Regions from separate parts of the Mus musculus genome. Here region 2 is linked to region 1. A link is a contact called in public HiChIP or PLAC-seq data. All regions are on one chromosome and are shown on one strand. The core of a region is the stretch at or near the end of the contact, and the rest is flanking DNA. Distances in the headings are between cores, read along the strand shown.

Region 1 (2,700 bases), core at 26-2,525:
TGTATCAGCAGCTATGGGTTTTAAGAGTAAAATCCTCCCCTGTTTTCAGTTCATCCTCTCTACTCTGTGATAGTGGTTGCCATATGCACTCTCAGCTTGCAGGTCTCTACTTCAGCCACCACGTGTACTCCCTGCTGCCATTCAGTGTCTGCCATTATGGACTCTAATTGTATAAAACCCCAAACCAAATAAATTCTTTGTTCTATAAGTTGTCTTGGTCATGGTGTTTTATTGCACAACTGAAAAGCAACTAATATACTGCCATTTGGGTGCTAAATGAGCTGCTGGTATAGTGTTGGACACAGAGCAAAAGAGAAGGACACAAGGAAAGAAGGAAGGGATGGAGGGATGGAGGAAGGGAGGGAGGAATGAAGGGAGGGAGAGAGGGAGGGAGGGAGATGAAATGCCTTCTTCCGCTTGGCTTTATCACTTTGCCTGAGTGTATAGGTTTAGCAGGTAGGAGAGTTTCATCCCTACTGAATAGGAGCGAGCTTCTCCACTCTTCTTAGCCTGTTCATAGAGAAGAGGAACCCAGCCAAGATACTTGAACTGGCTTCCTTTGCCAGGTGGGAGGAATTATCTTGCCATCCATCCGTTCCTTTATTATCTTCAACAGTGGCTGGAGTTCTGAGAGTTGAGGTGGCCAAAGGAACTCCTCTGGAGCTGTATGCAATAGTTGAGAGGTCAACCAAAGTTCTTAGCTGGTGTTCCCCTGCTGCGGCTGCCCAGATCTTGCTTTCTTTGGTTTTCTATGTTATTTGTCAGTATGCTATTGTAATTTCCCATTGTGAGCATTAACCTTGGGCCCTACCCATGATGATTGGCAGGTCCTTTATCATTAAGACTCCTTACTTACTAAGATACTTAAAAACTGACCTTGAGCTCTCCCTGTGGCTCAGACAGAACTTGAACCTTTGAACCTTCTGTCTCAGCATAGTTGGGATTATGGTCTTGTACTACCAGGCCTGGGTTCCAGAGCCCCGTTGAACAGGTTACATGTACAATCTGCTTGGCACCATGTTGGAAGCAGTAACTGCTTCCTCCATGCAGCCAGGGCTCCCTGGTTACCTCCTGATCCCTCTTCTCCTACTCTACAAACTATTCTTTAGTTGGTCTTTAGCACTGGGTACTTTTTTTTTTTTAACTCACCATGAGCCTCCTGCAAACAGAATTTCCAAGACAACAATGAATCAAGTGATAATGGACCATGAACTGCCTTGTGTTTTGGAAGCGGAGTGGGGGTAGGGGTAGGGGTGGGTGTGGAGCGGGTGGTATTGTGCTCAGGGGCCCTGCCTGCTGAGTCTTTATGTGTGATGACAGAGTTCAGAAAACATCAGTGGGGCAGGCTGCTGCTAGAGACAAAAAGCCGAATCCCCCTTTGTCTTAGTTACTGTTCAATTGTTGTGAAGAGATGCCATGACCAAGTCAACTTATCACAGAGAGTAGTTATCCGGGCTGGGGAGTGCTTACAGTTTCAGTGGGTCAGTTTATGACCATCATGGAAGGAAGCATGGCAGTAGACAGGCAGGCAGGCAGGCAGGCATGGCACTTGAGCAGTAGCTGAGAGCTTATATCTTACCTGTGGGTAGCAGACAGAAAGAGAGAGAGAGAGAGAGAGGCAGAGAGAGAGAGAGGCAGAGAGAGGCAGAGACAGACAGACTGTAGGTGGCACAGACTTTTAAACCTCAAAGTCCTCTCACAGTCACATACCTCGGCTAACAAGGACACACCTCCTAATCCTTCTCCAAAACACCCAACTGGGGACCAAACATTCAAATACATGAGCCTATGAGGACATTCTCATTCAAAGCATCACCCTTCTCTAACCTTCAAGAGCCCAGTCCCAGGATGGTCCCAGAGAGGATGATTCTCAACCTCTTCTATCTGTCTGGTTCTTCTTTCAAGGCATCTTGAAGATATGAGTATGGACTGGGTTGTTGGATTAAGAAGCCACATTTTCCAGTCACTTCACACACAGGGAAGGCCCTGGAAGCCTTGCCGACCCAAGCCTCTTCTAGAAGAGCCTGGGTGCCCACGTTACCCCAAGAGCTTGTGAAGTCAAGAGAAGGAAGTTAACCTTCAAGACTCAGAGATGCTTTTGTGAGATGTTGTCATAATTAAATTTTGTCAACTTGTTACAGACATAGACATATCTGTATAGAGTGAAGCTGAGTTGAAGAGATCAGCTTGGTCTATGGGCATGTCTGTGAGCCATCAGTCTTGAGTGTTGATTTTTGTAGAAAGGCCCTCTATGGGCGCCACCATACCTGGCATGTTGGCCTGGGGTATACACAAAGGTAGCCAATCAATGTAAGAAAACAAACCAGTAAGCCATGTTCCTCTATGGTCTCTGCTTCAGTTCCTTCCTCCAGGATGATGTTTGAGTTCCTGCCTAGACTTCTCTTGATGATGGCTTGATTATAACTGTACACCAAAACAAACTTTTTCATCCTCAAGTTGCTTTTGCTCATAGGGTTTAGGACAGCAACAGAAAATCAAACCAGGAGAGGTGGGGAGAACACCTACGTAACATAGTAGATAAAGAGGAAACTAGGTTAATGTGAATAAAGCCTTTTGTCTCAGTGCTGTTGATATTAAAAATGTCAACTTGCATCTCTGTCTTTCCTCTATGCAATAGAAAAAAATCATCTAAATTCAAAAGAAGCATCTTACAAGGATATGGGTGGCAGTAGATGGCAA
Region 2 (2,820 bases), core at 2-2,501, 280 kb before region 1:
TTCCTCTTCCAACTGAATATTTTTAATATAAATCTTTTTTTTTTGATCTGTTAATGCAACACAGAATTCCACAGAAAAGATATGGAGTCTAATATGCTATTTTCCTGGGAAAAAAGCATGCATCGGGCTGGCGAGATGGCTCAGTGGTTAAGAGCACCGACTGCTCTTCTGAAGGTCCCGAGTTCAAATCCCAGCAACCACACGGTGGCTCACAACCATCTGTAGCGGAATCTGATGCCTTCTTCTGGAGTGTCTGAAGACAGCTACAGTGTACTTACATATACTAAATAAATAAATAAATAAATAAATATTTTTAAAAATGCATGAATTATGGCATTTTGTGTATCTCGAGATCTCCTTTGTATCCCTATTGCTAAGTTTAAACTAGCATTTCTTTAATAGTTGTTTAAAGTCTAGAACTAGAGTAAAATTTAGACATATGGGAAGCCTTTCATCACCCTGGCCTTCTGCTTGTCACCAGTAGCACTTCTGACACTTTGTTTCCTGCCTGAGCAGCTGGACTGGCAATTTTGTTGTGCTGATGGGAAACAGAGAGCAGTTTAAGTTAATTTTTTTACTTGAGCAAGAAGTAGGTCCTAGGCACAGGCTATAATCTTATTACTCTGTGAGGACTGAAAGTTCTGGGTCAGCCTGGGCTACAGAGAGAATTCTAGACAAGCATACAGCATGGCGAGACACTGATTCAATAAACAAACAAAGAAACAAACAGGAAAGAAAAAGAAAAACAAAGAAGCCTACCACCAAAATTAAAAATAAAAAAGAAGAGGAGGTGGAGGGGGAAGGGGAGGGGGAGAAGAGGGAAGAGGAAGAGGAAAGTTTGTAGAACCTAAACCTTTGCAGATGGTTCTGAGTACTCCACGCCAGGCAATCTACTGATTTTTGCTGTCTCCCCAGGCTCAGGCTATTTCTGTAGCTTTAAGGAAGAGATACGTATTGATTGTACAGCTATTTGCTTCCAGTCCTGCAGGATCTAGCCTGTCTTTAGTACACATGACAGAACCAATCAAGCACGGAGCGCTATCTTAAGATACAGTTTGTCACCCAGAGGGAAGAAAATCGGCAATAAAGACATGCAAATCCCTCCACTGTGATGCTGTCAGGCATTGTCAGAGGGGCTGGAAAGCTACCGAGGAGCCCACTTCTGTGTCAGCACCGAACAGGTTATAGTTATAGCAAGAGAGAGGAAGTGACATAGAGAAGCAACCTGATTGGCCACAGTCAGCATTCACCTTATATGGGCATGGCCTGATCGGCAGCAGCCAGGACTGGGAAAAGCCTGATGGCTGTGATTGGCTGAAACCTAGTTGCTTGGTTACAGAGGTACAATCTTAGGTTAGGCATTGTACTTCATTGGGAGGCTGCTTTGGGACAAGGTGTGTTACGCAAGTACAGTTATAGGTACCGGCTGTACTTATTTGTTTAATCATAATAAATCAACCTTTTAATGTTGCTGATTCGATTCGAACCAACTCTGCACTTAAGAGTATGTAAAATACTAGGTGGTTAGAAGAGAGACAGTGGAAACAGTGACTCCGAGCTTGTAAGTTAACATGACCAGAAGTAGTTTGTCTTTATACTCTGGTACACATTAGAGCGAAGAAAAAGGCCCCTCTTTTGTTTATATTTTTAATCCTCTTGGTCAGGCTCTATTTCACCTGTTAAAGAATTGGTGGCTAGGCTTTTGTTGACTGTTTCCTGTCTAGGACAGAGGAAAAGCAGCCCAATAGGTTTCAGAGTAGATGAGAGCAGATGCGTGTTTGCTACCCATATCCATTGTATACAACGCCTGATATGCATGGGGGGGGGGGTTCCTTCTCAAAAGTCTCCATTTCCATTTGCTGACAGAAGTCTAGGAATTTCACTACAGCTATAACCGTGACACTTCCAGACGCCTTCTTGAGACTATTTGACTGCAGGGTTAAATAGTGATCTTTAAAATATGAAAACAAACTCAGTCTGTTATGTATAACATGTATGAAATTGGATAAACAAATATAATAAACAATAATAAAAATGTTGCAAGGAGGGAGGTAGAAAGGTCACACAGATAAATCTGGGAGGCTGGAACACAAGGCCACAGCAGAGAAGGGCCAGGTAAGCCGTCTCCTGGCCTGGGATGCCCTGGGAGGTTGTGTCAGATGAGCCTTCAGTGGACGTTTAGTCTCTTGTTCTTGGTCACTTTGTTATCAAAAGCAAATAAAAAATGTCACAGTCTTTCAGGACAGCCTTATTCCCCTGGTGCTTTATTGTAGGACATGGGACAGAGATGGTGACTCTGTCCTTTTATAACCTGCTGAGGAAGTGTTCCTTTTAGAGCCTTGACATCTGTTTCCCATGCCAGCCTGTCCTGTAATTAATGCTTGCCCCACATAGTCACTCTTTGTTGGTATCCATTGGAACAGTTTGTTGGCTCTGCCCTGGGCTTACCAGATAGAAAGGCGGGTGGCTTCTCTTTGGATGGTACATGGCTTATCTCCCACAGTGAGTTAAGGGGGAGGGGGCAGGAAGTGGGCAAGACTGCCAGCCTTCTCAGAGCACAGAGGATCAGAGCAGATCTAGAGCAGGGAGCTAGGCACAGACAAAAGAGCCTTGAATCCAGAGGGACAGACTTTGCTTAGTGTTTTTATTGCTGTGAAGAGACATCATGATCATGGCAACTCTTATATAAAACACAGCTTTTGATTGGGCTGGCTTACAGTTCAGAGGCTTAGGTCATTATCATAGCGGCAGGAAGCATGGTGGCATACAGGAAGACAGGGTACTGGAGAAGTGGTTGAGAGGTTTACGCTCAGATCTGCA

The links. HiChIP or PLAC-seq counts read pairs in DNA pulled down with a chosen protein or histone mark.
Region 2: an H3K27ac HiChIP or PLAC-seq map of embryonic stem cells shows a contact between it and region 1, with 5 read pairs. The contact joins two enhancer-like sites. A contact is called at or near these places in 6 of 115 datasets of contacts at active chromatin or transcription factors (bone marrow-derived dendritic cells, embryonic basal ganglia, embryonic stem cells and 2 more) and 2 of 9 other capture datasets (adipose tissue and liver).

The regions. Positions count from the first base shown.
Region 1 is chr8:47,057,311-47,060,010 of GRCm38.p6, reverse strand. The region is part of intron 3 of Enpp6 (ectonucleotide pyrophosphatase/phosphodiesterase 6); the gene reads right to left. Among named protein-coding and RNA genes, the nearest start is that of Gm31231, 24 kb to the left of the region's middle. Within about 2 kb of position 1,275, at least 4 of the 459 cell types and tissues checked have an H3K27ac peak or open chromatin away from gene starts, as enhancers often do. A contact at or near this core is called in embryonic stem cells, where this site is marked.
Region 2 is chr8:47,332,807-47,335,626 of GRCm38.p6, reverse strand. It overlaps a transcript of Stox2 not described here. Among named protein-coding and RNA genes, the nearest start is that of Gm39171, 11 kb to the right of the region's middle. Within about 2 kb of position 1,251, at least 169 of the 459 cell types and tissues checked have an H3K27ac peak or open chromatin away from gene starts, as enhancers often do. A contact at or near this core is called in embryonic stem cells, where this site is marked.